Regions from separate parts of the Pan troglodytes genome. Here region 1 is linked to region 2. Evidence: chromatin contacts called from public capture Hi-C data. All regions are on one chromosome and are shown on one strand. The core of a region is the stretch at or near the end of the contact, and the rest is flanking DNA. Distances in the headings are between cores, read along the strand shown.

What was found. Capture Hi-C pulls out chosen DNA fragments and counts their contacts.
Region 1: a capture Hi-C map of stem cell-derived neural stem cells shows a contact between it and region 2, with 6 times the contacts expected there. The contact joins two enhancer-like sites. A contact is called at or near these places in 3 of 7 Hi-C or Micro-C datasets (blood, induced pluripotent stem cells and stem cell-derived neural progenitor cells), 1 of 1 datasets of contacts at active chromatin or transcription factors (stem cell-derived excitatory neurons) and 1 of 1 other capture datasets (stem cell-derived neural stem cells).

Annotation. Positions count from the first base shown.
Region 1 is chr7:111,531,811-111,538,845 of NHGRI_mPanTro3-v2.0_pri, forward strand. No RefSeq gene overlaps it. Among named protein-coding and RNA genes, the nearest start is that of ZNF706, 91 kb to the left of the region's middle. Within about 2 kb of position 2,396, at least 1 of the 24 cell types and tissues checked has an H3K27ac peak or open chromatin away from gene starts, as enhancers often do. A contact at or near this core is called in stem cell-derived neural stem cells, where this site is marked.
Region 2 is chr7:111,087,865-111,094,818 of NHGRI_mPanTro3-v2.0_pri, forward strand. No RefSeq gene overlaps it. Among named protein-coding and RNA genes, the nearest start is that of YWHAZ, 100 kb to the right of the region's middle. Within about 2 kb of position 3,022, at least 21 of the 24 cell types and tissues checked have an H3K27ac peak or open chromatin away from gene starts, as enhancers often do. A contact at or near this core is called in stem cell-derived neural stem cells, where this site is marked.

The sequences.
Region 1 (7,035 bases), core at 1,146-3,645, 440 kb after region 2:
TGATTGCGGCCGTAAATATTTATGTAGAACCATCGCTTCTCGCCTCCAAGCTGGGAATGACTTCGCATTGAACTTCAGCCCTGCCTGCCCCAGATTGACTGTGGCTTCCTGAATCTTACATTGCAGCAGCTCCTTCCTGCCCACTTTCTCCCTGTGCTATCAGGGTGACCTGCAGCAAATGTTCTCACACAGAATCCTCAAACAACCTCCAGCACAAGGCAGGTGATACCCTCGTTCTCCCATGGGGAAACTCCAGCCTAGAGGTCAGGGGACTTGACAAAAGCACACATGAATGGTAGAGCCAAGCCTGCCTGTCTGCAAATTCCTACTTTTGGTCTCTCTGCTGCCCTTTCAGCCCTGCCCCCAGGCTTCAGTTTGGGAGGCCCCTCATCTGCGCCTCACCCCCAGTGCCTCTGTCCTCACCTGTGCAGTGCTGGTTTGCAGGTTAACACCTGCAGGCTCCTCTGGGGCACATTACTCTTGCTTGCTGTGTTCTGTGGCCACCACGCTACCTTGGTTCTGGGGCTTGGCTGTTTCGAGGGTAGAATCTCTGAATGTCAGGAAATTCAGTCTTGAAAAATTTCCGCTTTGCTGGTAAAAGGAACGCCTCCATTCTTTTCTCAGCTCAAGCAAACGTAGATCACTGTCAGGGAACACAGTATCAGCAATTTCCCCTTCTCTTCAGAGCATGGGACTGGACTGGAGATCCCATCTTTGGCTTCAATATTAATATCCAAGGAGTTACCACTTCCTTTCTAAACAAGGGATGCGGCCTTTGGAGGATGGTGCCCTGATCTTGGAAGAGCCAGGTTACCCATGTTTACAGGGACTCTGTCAAATGAAAAGGTGAAGACCTCAGGCACAGAAAAGCTCCTGCTCCAGGCTACACTGATCTTTCCTAACCTCCTCAAACACAGCAGTCCTGGAGGGAAGCTAAGCAAAGACAGGCCTGCCTCGTAGTTTTTTTCAAACCCATTCGTTTGATTTGGTTTTGATTAGAGTAGGCTAGTCAACAATGAGCAAAGCCTTTCACAAAAGCCAAAAACATATGGAAATTCCAAATTGGTGTTTAAAATTCAAAATTTGGCCCAAGAATCTTACTCTACAAGAAAGAAATCTGCATTTGTATATTCTTTCTCAGTTACTCGAGAACAGACTTCCGTATATTCTAATCAAAGGCCTTGGGTCCCAGAGGCTGTGTTGGTCTGGTTCCTGACAGCCCTTGAATTCCAGCTTCTAATCTTTTGCAGATCTCACTATGTGCAGACTAAACTAGAGATGTCTTCAAAGGCAGCTCTCTAGACTTGTATGTGCTGGCTGTTTTCTGGGCTCAAGTTCATGCCATGATTGTCCGACCCATCTTCCCTGGAGAGGCAGATTTCTTCCATTCCAGTCTTTAATCATTATCTGTGTTAGGCTTGACCAACCTTTCTGAAGGACAATTGATTTTAAATAGTAGTCACAGGCTTAAGTATACTCTACAAAGCAGATTTTTATTACACTGTAGTGAAAGGGCACACATAAAAGTGCATGTGAATCACAGAAGGCAGGCGAAAGAAGGGGGTCAGCTCAGGACAGGAAGAGAATAAATTTGTCCACAAATTACATAATCCACAAATTACATAATACATTAGCAAGTAACACATTCGATCCCAAACTCTCAGGGAGAAAAAAGTAATTCGTTTTCATGTTCCCTTGTTTTATGTTTTCTTCTTAAATATTGAAAATGAGTTGTGATGAAAAGTCAAATGGCTTTAAACCCATGATCAATATCCATACTTGGAGACAATATTAAAACAAGCGATTTTAAAACAAGACAATATTAAAACAAGACAATGTTAAAACAAGAAAGACTATTCTCCATTTCATTTCTCTTGTGATACTGTGACTGTAACTGCCATTGCTAACTAAAACATTTGGGTTGGCTTTCTCACATTTTAAAGCTCTTCTTATTTCTTTTGTCACCCCAACAACTCTGTGACTCCCATTTCAATGATCCCTGCTCCAGAGATGAGTAAACTCATTAGTTTATCACTATGCAGAGAAAGGGGTCTGAAATCTGCACTATGTGATGTGGATACTGACTGGGATTTGCGGATCGATGCCCTCTACATTTCTATCCTCAGATCCTGTAGAAAATAACTAGCTCACAATGCACATGGCAGTCATCAAATTCTGTTGTGGTTGCCTGTTGCTACATAACAAACTACCCCCAAATTTAGAGGACTAACACTACAATCACTTTCTTCTGTCTCAGTTTTATAGATCAGGAATTTAGGGAGGACTTGGCTGCAGCCTGTGATATAGATAGGGAACATTCAGTGGCTATCAGCTGGCAGCTGGTCTGTCTGGAGGGTCAGGCCACACACACACCTGGTGCCTTGGTAGGGACAGCTGGAAGGCAATGCTCAGCTGAGCCCTTCTTCTTCTCCCAGGAGAGCCTCTCCATGTTGTCTCTCCAGCAAAGCAGTTGAGCTTCTTTTATGGAGGGCTCCCAGAGCCCGTGCTCTGAGCAACAGGAAATGAAAGTTTCCTGACTCTTAAAGCCTGGACCTGATCAAAACACTCACAGAACCTGCCTAGATTTAAGGTGAATGGCAAATTTATATAATGTCTGCACAGCTTCATATAAACAGGGAAGGTCCAAAACTGATACCATTTGATGATGACTACATAGCTATTTGTGAATGGAGGCTCACAGTTTTGAGAAAGTTCCATATTCGAGAGAGAAAAGAGCGGCAATGTTATCTCATCTGAGGCCCCAAATTCCTACTCTCCATTGAATGACTAGCCCTGGATTTCCCAGAGCACAGTTTATGCGACTGTCAACTGTCCACACCCAGGAAGATCTAAAAAGAAGAGACAGTTCTGAGGTGATTTGTGAGGCCTAGATTTCCAACAGCTCTTTCTTCCCCTGTGGTAGGCAGGCTGGTCGTGGAGGCAGGGGGAAGAATGCTACTGTTGCATGACAAACTACCCCAAAACTCAGAGGCTTAGACTTCATTCCCTAAACTTAGGAATATTACCATATTTAGCAAAAGGGGCTTTGCAGATGTGATTAAGTGAAGGATTTTGAGATGGAGAGATAACCCTGGATCATTGGGCATACCCAATATAGTCACAAGGGCCCGTGTAATAGGGAGGCAGGAGAACAGAGTGGGTAGCAGGAGATGAGAGGTGGGGAGCAAGAGGTCTGAGTGAGAGGAGGAAGAGGCCAGGAGCCAAGGAACATGGGCGGCCTCTAGAAACTGGGAGGCAAAGAACAGAGTCTCCACTGGAGCCTCCAGAAGGAACTGCTGACACCTTGGTTTTAGCCCCGTGAGACTCACTGCAGACTTCTGACTTCCAGAACTGTAAGATTAAAAGTGCGTGTGGCTTGAAGTCACTAACTTTTATGGTAATTTGTTACAGCAACAACAGGAAACCAATTTACTCTCCTAAAACACCGTGAATAAGTTACCTATATAGCATCTCATGGTATTTATATTGCACAGGGGTTGACCTAATAAAGTGCAACAGAGCCTCTTCCGCCCAGAGATAAACTAGGATTCTGCATCCCACCTCCGGCTAAATCCCTGTGAACACATGGTTCGATTTTTGTTCATCCTGCCTTTGTAAGTGAACGGCTTCCAGGGAAAAGAGTTAAAAGTAACCAGGAGTTAAAGGCCATCTTCTAATGACTGAGGGAGCTAGTAACAGTGAATTTTGCTTTTTTTAAACTTCTAAACTTGAAAGAGTGGTTTAACTAGGGAGGTCTCTTTTAAGGACAAGGCCACTAAACCTCGAGTAGATTTCTTTCTTTGCTTTTCTTAGAGGTGGGGTCTTGCTATGTTGCCCAGGCTGGAGTGCAGTAGCTATTCACAAGCACAATCATAACGCACCACAGCCTCGAACTCCTGGGCCCAAGTGATCCTCCCACTGCAGCCTTCCAAGTAGCTGGGGCTACAGTCACGCACTACCATTCCCAGTATGAATGGGTTTCTTAAGAATTATCCAGATAATTCAGACTTAATGTCTCATATTAGAGAATAAAACTCAACTAATATCTTTTTTAACAGGGAAATAATGTAAAAATGTTTACATTATTACACACTACAATAATAATGTACTAATGTTTATTTACTTTTGTCAAGTACTTTCACAGACCACTCTCCATGAATGTTAAGCATCATGACAAGTAAGCTTGTCTTCCTTATAAGAGAGACTGGGAAGTGGAGACTCAGAAAAATTCAGCAACTCACGGAACTCCCACACTAAGTTGTGAAGGGACTGATCTTGGATTTGAGTCTAAGCCCGAGTTCCAAGTGCCTCCCCTTAAACCTCTCAGGTCAAGGCCAAAGGCAAATGTTCCTACCAAGCTCCCTGCTCCTCACCCAGCAAGAAGGGATTAGATAACTGAAGAGGGTTAAATCAAAAATCAGTAAGACATTTGCCTATATCAGACACCAACCTGACCTCAGTTTAAGAGAACTGTCCTTTGAAGGCCAGGTGCAGTGGCTCATGCCTGTAATCCCAGCACTTTGGGAGGCCGAGGAGGGTGGATCACCTGAGGTCAGGAGTTCGAGACCAGCCTGACAAACATGGTGAAACTCTGCCTCTACTAAAAATACAAAAATTAGCTGGGCGTGGTGGCAGGTTCCTGTAATCCCAGCTACTTGGGAGGCTGAGGCAGGAGAATGGCTTAAACCCAGGAGGCGGAGGTTGCAGTGAGCCAAGATCATGCCATTGCACTCCAGCATGGGTGACAAGAGTGAAACTCCATCTCAAACAAAACAAAACAAAAAACAAACAAAACAAAAGGAACTGGCCTTTGGGACACACGGGACATATGAATATAAGCTAATATGATGGTAGATGGGAAAGGCACGGTGGTTAAAAAAAAAAAGCCCTTATCAGTTAAAGACATGCTTCTCATGTATTTATGGGTAAAATGACAAGTTTGAAACTCTCTAGTCCCATTTCCCAAAGTGATGAAGAGAGATGATGTAAGATTGGCAGCCTGTTGATACATTTCGAAGTTGGGTGATGGAGCGTGTGGGTTTTACTTTAGTATTCATTCTCCCTCTGTGTGTGTTTTAGATTTTTCATGATTAAAAGTAAAGAAGAAGTGCCGGGCATGGTGGCTCACTCCTGTAATCTCAGCACTTTGGGAGGCTGAGGCGGGCGGATCACCTCAGGTCGGGAGTTGGAGACCAACCTGACCAACATGGAGAAACCCCGCCTCTACTAAAAATACAAAAATTAGCTGGGCGTGGTGGCGCATGCTTGTAATCCCAGCTACTTGGAAGGCTGAGGCAGGAGAATCACTTGAACCTGGGAGGTGGAGGTTGTGGTGAGCCGAGATTGCCTTCCAGCCTGGGCTACGAGAGTGAAACTCCATCTAAAAAAAAAAAAGGAAGAGAGAGAACTGTGACCTCGGGTACCAGGACAAATACCAAGGAGATCTCACTAGAGAGGGTTCTCTCTCCTTAGCATGTCTGTCCTTGGTCTAGATCCTCAGACTGGCCTCCCTGAGCATTTCCGAGTCTGAGAGCAAACTGCCTGCAAGCACTGCCTGAGGAGGACGATGTGACCAGCTGCCCTGGTGAGCATTTCAGATGAGGAAAGACCATTTCCAGCTTGCTTGAAAGAGAAACAAGGAAATGCTCAGGGGACAGCCAAGCTGCATCTATCACCACCTCTCATTCTGGCACCTAGGGAGATGGGACCCAGGTGCCCCGAGAAAGACTGACAGAACAAGGCGTGGGAGCTGAAGGCCAAGGGCTGGAATCCATCGGGCTCTGAGATCATGGCTCTACTCCTTCATCAGCTTCAGAATCCAAGACCTCCCTTTCCTTTAAGATTCTTGATAAATGCCAGAGCAGAAATGGGAGAGGCAGGAAGTTCAGGTTCAAGGTCAGAAGAGGTGGTGGTGTGGGATTAGCAACACCTGGCCAGTCACCTGAATTTATCTGGAGAGAAAAACAGGGTTGCTCCCTTTCCTAATGTGGCAGGATAGTAGGACAGCCCTTGCTCCCCAGGGGCCCCTGGAAATGAATTCCAGTGGGCCTAGGAGAGGGAAGTGGCCATGTTTCCCTCCACTCTTCAGAGAAGTAAGACAATTCGCCAGCCTAGAGCAGTGTCAGAGCATAGGGTGATTCCTAGTTTGCTGGCTGATCTCTGCTGCCCAGCTGGATTGTGTTTCAATCAGCAACAGAGTCCCAGGCACTGTTTTGCTCTTCTGAATAGCAGAAACACTTCATGCAGCTACAGGATAATTTCCTAACAAGTGCATGATTTCCTGCTTAGATACTTAGAGTGAATAGCTCTCAACCCTGACCGCACATTCAGGTCACCCAGGACAGTTAAAAGCACCCCAGAGCCCGGAAATCACCCCTGATCAGGTCAGCATTCCTTGGGTGGGCCTCGGACACCAGGGTTAGAAAAGTTCCCCAGGTGATTCTAATGTGCGCCGAAGGTTGGAACCAGCTGTTTAGAATCATTCAGGCCTCTGCTGACATGTCACCTCCCGCAAAAATGCTTTCCCCAACCAGCCAGTTTCAAAGAGCCTGCTTATTTTTTTTCTGCTAACAGATATTACATGACAGAGTTATTTGTGTGTTTGTGTTGTCTGACTGCTCAATTAGAAAGTTCTGCATGGGCAGGGGCATCAGTGAACCATCTGTGTTGTTTGCCACCGTATCCCGGTACCCAGAACTGAGCCGGCAGAGAGGAAGCACGGTCTGAATCGTGGCTGAGCAAATGAATACATGACCAAGAGGCGGTTTTTATACATTTTATGATCCATTCACAGGCTTGTGGTGGATGAATAATGTTTGTAAGATTGCAGGAGAGTGTGTCAGAATGGAGACTGTCCCTAACTCCAGGCTCTGGGGGGAGAGCACCCACCCTTCTGTTAGGGGGTTGTAAAATCCCTCAAAAATCACACTAGATCGCCCCGCAGAGTGCGGTCCACAGCGCCATCTGCTGCTCAAAACATAGAACTGGGTTTATTTGTCTAAGATCTGGAAGGGGTGCTTCAAAGTGTCTCCCCTA
Region 2 (6,954 bases), core at 1,772-4,271:
GCCCAGCAAAATTAAGCAATTTTTAATTGGGCTGCTTTAAAATTAACAAGTTTTTTTTTTAATCATGAAAAGATACCACTGAAAGATTGAAAAAGCAAGAATGAGAAAAAATATTTGTAGCACATAAGAAGGACTCATATCTAGAATATATAAAGAATTTCTACAGAGCGATTAGAACACAACAGCCAGTCCAACAGAAAAACAGGCGGGAAATTTGACAAGCCATCTTACAAGAGAAGATATCCAAATACTTGGAAAGCAAGATAAAAGGTGCTTGGCCAGGTACAGTAGCTCACACCTGTTATCGCAGCACTTTGGAAGGCTGAGGCAGGAGGATCGCTTGAGCCCAGGAAGTCAAGGCTGCAGTGAGCTATGATCATGCCACTGCACTCCAGCCTGGTGACAGAGCAAGACTTTGTCTCTACATACAAAAAAGAAAAGAAAAGAAAAGAAAAGAAAAGGAAAGGTGCTCAATCTCATTATACCTGGAAAATGCAACTAAAACTACAACACAGGCCAGGCATGGTGGCTCACACCTGTAATCCCAGCACTTTGGGAGGCTGAGGTGGGCAGATCACCTGAGGTCAGGAGTTCGAGACCAGCCTGGTCAATATGGTGAAACCCTGTCTCTACTAAAGATACAAAAATTAGCCAGGCATGGTGGCGCATGCCTGTAGTACCAGCTACTCGGGAGACTGAGGCAGGAGAACTGCTTGAACCCAGGAGGGGGAGTTTGCAGTGAGCCGAGATCGTGCCACTGCACTCCAGCTTGGGCAACAGAGCAAGACCTAGTCTCAAAATAAATAAATAAATAAATAAATAAATAAATAAATAAATAAATAAATAAGATTGCAAGTACTATGTGTTGGTGGGATGTAGAACAACTGCAGCCCTCACACTGTGCTGGTGAACGTGTAAATTAGCATAGCCTCTTTGGAAAGGAGTTGGTCAGAATCAACTAAAGCTGAGCAAACATCCTGTCACCCAGCAATTCCATCCCTAGTTACATCCTCTAAGAAATGAATACATATGTACAAAAGACAGAGCTTCATGACAACATTATTCTTAACGGCTGCAAACTAGAAACAACTCAAATGGCTATCAAGAGTTGAATAGACGAATTAATGCATTGTATAGTCACATAAAGGAATTTTATACACGAATGAAAATGAACTATTGTCACATGCAACAACATGGATGAATCTATAGATATAATGTGAAGCAAAAGAAGACAAGCACAACGGGATACATATTGGATAACAAAACAATAAGAACTTGGCCAGGCATGGTGGCTCACGCCAGTAATCCCAGCACTTTGGGAGGCTGAGGCGGCCAGATTGCTTGAGATCAGGAGTTCAAAACTGGCTTGGATAACATGGCGAAACCCCATCTGTCAAAAAATACAAAAATTAGCCAGGTCTGGTGGCATGCGCCTGTAGTCCCAGCTACCCTGGAGGCTGAAGGGGGAGGATTGCTTGAGCCTGGGAGGCTGAGGTTGCAGTAAGCTATGATTGCACCACTGCACTCCAGCCTAGACAACAGAGTGAGACCCTGTCTCAAAAAAAAAGAGGAGAAGGAGAAGGAGAAGAACTACTCCCCTGCAGCACGGGAAGTCAGGATAGTGCTAGGTGCTAGGCAGGGAGAGAAGGAGGGGAGTGACTGGATGAGGAGTGGGAGGGCTGTAATGTCCAAAACTCACTGCTGGTGACACAGGTGGGCTTAGTTTGTGATGACCTCACACTTAACCACTTGTAATACGATTTCTGCACTTCTCTGAAGCTATGTTATATACTTTAAAAAGAGTCTATTTACAAAAAATATACATTTGGTTTATGTTGTAAGTCCTTTATGTTCCCTGAAGGATCAAGCTTTTGGAAACTCAAAAGCCAGGGTGGCACTCCCTTTTCCCTGCCACTTTTTTCTCCTCTGAAGTCATGAACCCCAAACAGCTTCCCTGACAGATGGGGTGGGGGGAGGCAAATAGAAAAGAAGATAGCAATGTGAGTGAGGAAATGCAGCGGGGGGCTCTCTGGTTAATTTTTAAAGGCTATTCTCCTATTCAATCAACGTTTGTTCACCTGTAGGACCAGTTTGTAATAATTATGAAATTGGAGGGGAAAATTGTAAATTTTTTTACATTAAAAAAGTTCTGAATCATGCATGACAGGTCAATGTGTAGAAGAGGTGTTTTTGTTTGTTTGGTTGGTTGGTTGGTTGGTTGTTTTGTTGGTTTTTGAGACAGGGTCTTATTTTGTCACCCTGGAGTGCAGGGGTGCCATTACAACTCACTGCTGCCTTGACCTCCTGGGTTCAAGGGATCCTCCTGCCACAGTGTACCAAGTAGCTGAAACTACAGGTGCATGCCACCACACCTGGCTATTAAAAATGTTTTTTTTAGTAGCGACGAGGTCTCATTATGTTGTCCAGGCTAGTCTCAAATTCCTGTGCTCAAGGGATCTGCCCACTTCAGCCTCCTGAAGTGCTGAGATTACAGGCATGAGCCGCCGCACCTGGTCAAAAAGTTTTTAATAGAGTCATTATATTCTAATTTTCTCTCACACATGCTATATGTAATTGTGTGCATTTAAAACTTTGGAGCAAAACAGTTTTAAGGTAGGTTTATGGTTCTTTTTATTAAAGATAATGCCGTAGTCCTAAAAATGAAAAACCTGTCCATTTTTCTTTCAAAGTAATTTACCCAAAGCCTCCCAATTTGGGTAGGTACAAAAGTTTCACAATTTAGAACTTTTAAAAAGTCCTTTATTTGGCGTGGATGGGCCAGGACTGCAGGTATAATTTCTTGCCACTAGATGTCTCTGAGTTTTAAAGCAGCAGACTCGTGGGTTTTTGTCTATTTATACATACAGATCACCTACCTCCCTGTTAACAGAGTTTCATAATCCTCTTATGTAACGCTGGGTTGTCAGCTACAGTTAATCATCAGTTGGGAGATGGGCAGGCAGGGACCCCAAGGACTTCATGTCCTCGAGACAGGGTTGGACGTGTTGAGAGAAGGTTGAGACCAGGTGTGACCAAGCAGAACCCCGTGACTCTGAAATGCATCCACGCGGAGGCCAGGGAATGATGGAAAACAAAGAGCTCGCTGCTGCAGCACGTGACGGCTGGATGCGGAGACCACGGCATCCACTCCTTACAGCTGGGAGCCAGCAGAGGAGCTAGTGGGCCGGGAAAGCCCTCAGTCCTGCGTTTTGCCTTGGCTGGCTGCGGGCGCCACTTGAAACACGCCAGTCATGCCTCTCCCAACCCTACCCCCACCCCCTGGAACCTAACGGCCTGCAGAAGCCAGGAATTCTCCCCGGACTCCTGGAGTACATCGCCAGGGCATCTAATCAGTCTGTTTTCCATGGTGTTTTCGTATATGTGTCCGTCTGCCAGACTAGACAGAGACGTCCAGAGGGCACAAACCATGTCTTGTTCAGCACCGCATCCAATTGTTTTTGTACACAGTAGGCAAGTGTCCGTTGAAACCAATGTGTGATTAGAAAAAGTGTCTGAAAGACTGATGAAATAATCACTGACAAGTTATTGAATCTTAAGAAGTCCTGGCCAGGTGTGGTGGCCCACGCCTGTAATTCCAGCACTTTGGGAGTCCGAGGCCAGCAGATCACCTGAGGTCAGGAGTTCAAGACCAGCCCTGGCCAACACGGTGAAACCCCGTCTCTACTACAAGTACAAAAATTAGCAGGGCGTGGTGGCGGGCGCCTGTAATTGCAGCTACTTGGGAGGCTGAGGCAGGAGAATTGCTTGAACCTGGGAGGCAGAGGTTGCAGTAAGCCGAGATCACACCACTGCACTCCAGCCTAGGCGACAGAATGAGGTTCCATTTCAAAAAAAAAAAAAAAAAATCTTATATCCTCTGATAACAGAAATGGCCTCTCATTAATGGCCCCAGATGGTTATTTGGAGGCTGGTTTATGCAACTCCTTAAATCGTGTGCGTTTCAGTGAAAAAGTGAAGGGGATGAACTCTGGAGTAAAACTGTCTGGGTAAAACCCCAGCTCCAACATTTATCCAACATTTATCAGTTATGTGACTTTGGGCAAGTGATTTAATCTTTCTCCATCTCAGTTTTGCCTTCTGTAAAATGGGAACAATAATAGTATTTATTTCATGGGTTTGTCATGGGGATTAAATAAGTTAAATACTCATAGCAGGCTTCACACAGCTTCCAGCACATAGTGGTGTCTCAATAGTGGTTTAGAATTAGGGTCCTAACAAGAATGCCTCCAGTTCAAACCCTTGTGTGTAATTGACAAGTTACCTAACCTCTTTAGGCCTCAGTTTCTTCATCTGTAAGTTGGGGGTAACAGTACTCACTTCATAGACTGATATGGGCAGTAAGTGAGACAGGAAGCTTCCAGTCCGGCCACTGCTGACATTGCCCTAAATCACTTAGGACATGACATGAACAGCCTGTGGATAGTTCAGGCAGGCGCTCAGGAATCAGTCATCAAATTAACTTTCACAACACTAGCACCCCCTGACTTTTCTTTAATTCTTTACTTTTGTAGAATTTTAGAAGGCATTTTTATGTTTATTATTTTACTTGGATCATCGAGCCCATTTTAATCCCAAGGTTGGTTGGTGGTTAGTGAAGTAAATGGGTCTCAGTATAGTGAGGCATCAGGCTACGTGGGGAGCCAAGAAGAGGGAAGATGCTTGTGCAGAGGGAAGGAGCGGAGGAAGGAGGGCTTGGGAGGGGCCTGTGGGCTTCATCTAAGCCTCTAAGCTTCCTGCCCTTTTATGGTTGGTGGGGTTGTTTTAGGGCTCTTTGGAACATGCAACAAAATCTATGAATATTCACCCAGAAAATTGTACATGCACACAACATCCTCATTCATTTGCAGAAACTTTACAGTGTCAGATTGAGATCTGTGGCAGGCCACAATTTGGCACCCCTTTCAAATTGATTTTTTTTAATTTAATATTTGTAGAGTAGTGTCAGTGAGAAACTAATTGTATACTAATAAAAATCACGCACTCCTTTGTGTCTGAGATTAGAATCGATCACATACAAGCAGTTTTCTGAAATTCTTGAACCCATTTAAAAGTTAGGTAAATAACTGACTCTTTTCTGGTAGTCAGTACAACCCCATGAATTATTCTATTGACTGTGAATATCAAGTAGCTGCCCGTGCAAAGTGCTCAGCAGAAAGAGCCCCAATGAGGGGTATTCTCTTTTTCTCACTCAAGGCTGAGAGTGAAAGCAATTTAGATTTTTCCACTCTGGAAGGGTTGTGTGGGAGCCTTAGTTAGCTGACACCATCCTTCCAATTTACTTTAATGCTGTTTGTGAGCACTTTACAGATGAATGCCTCAGCACCTGCTGACCTGCCCACCCTTCAGTCCCCATCTAGATTCAGGTCCCAGGTTAAGACATGTGGACTAGATAGTCCATGTTTAAACACCGACGAGGTCATTAGCAGCTCTGAACATGCAAATGCATTACTCTGTACCTGAAGTGCATAGGATGGGAAGAGGCGGCCAAGGAGGGAGATAGAACAATAGAAAAAGTGACTACCTGGAAGCCAACGAGTCCATGGAAGCTTTGAGAAAGGGCACCTTGATGCATTTTCTGGAATGCTGGTGTTCTAGAATCCCCAGCCAAAGCGTCTCCTCTTTGCCAGTCAGGGCACTTGTCTCAGGCTTTTGGTTTGTTTTTTGAGACAAGGTCTCACTCTCACCCAGGCTGGAGTGCAGTGATGCGATCATGGTTTACTTCAGCCTCTACGTCCTGGGCTTAAGTGATCCTCCCACCTCAGCCTGCTGAGAAGCTGGGACTATAGGTACACCACCACGTCCAGCTAATTTTATTTTTTGTAGAAACAGGGGTCTTGCTATGTTGCCCAGGCTGGTCTCAAACTCCTGGACTCAAGTGATCCTCCCACCTCGGCTTCCCAAAGTCCTGGGATTAAAAGTGAGCCACTGGGCCCGACTCTGGTTTTGCATACAAGGCTGGGAGACAGGCTCTTTATGGCTGAAAGGACTCCTGTGGAATATATTTATTCATGCCTTGACTGCCAGGCCCTAGGGGTCTTGATATCAGTTGGCAGGGAAAGCCATTCTCAGACCTCCTGCCGGGTCATGTCCCATTTTGGGGCCTTCCACAGCAGGCCTGCAAGAGGATGTCCGTGGGGTGGGTTGGCCAGGGGAGCAGGGGAGCTTTTGCATCTGTTTTCAGAGCCAGGAATCCATGGGTCTAACGGTTGTAATGATTTGGTTCATCCCCAACACAGGGTGGTGCCTGTCAGCAAGTTTGCGCCACAGCAAACACTTTGTGTGGGGAATCAGGACAGCAGTGAGAGAGCTGGGGTCAGAGGGTGTCTGTCTTCTGGCCTCCAGGCAGCTTTTGCTGATGCTGACCAACTCAGCGCTAGGAGAGGCAGAATGAATAGCCTCCATGGCCTGGCTGGCAGCAAAAATTTAGCAGTCAGTATTGGAACAGTGTCATGCCTCAGAGGCCTCAGAGAGGAGAAGGCAGTGTTACAGAAAGCAGTGGCTGTCAAAATGCAGCTCCTTTTGCAGCAGTAGCCACATCACCTGGGAGAGCTTGTAAGAAATGCGCATTTTCCTCAGGTGCTGATACTTTGGGAAGCTGAGGCCGGAGGATTGCTTCAGTGCAGGAATTTGAGATCAGCCTGGGGAATATACCAAGACCTCATTTCTACTAAAAAAACAAACGGACAAAAAAAAAAAAAAAAAAGCAGGCATGGTGGTGCACACCTTGTAGTCCCAACTACTTGGGAGGCTGATGTGGAAGGATTGCTTGAGTCTAGGAATTTGTGGTTACAGTGAGCTATGATCACGCCACAGCATTCCAGTCTTGGCAAGACAGTAAGAATTTGTCTTTAAGAAAAAAGAAAAAAAAAGAAATACACATTCTCAGGCTCCACTCCGGATCCTTGGAATCAGAAGCTCTGAGGGTGGGGCCTG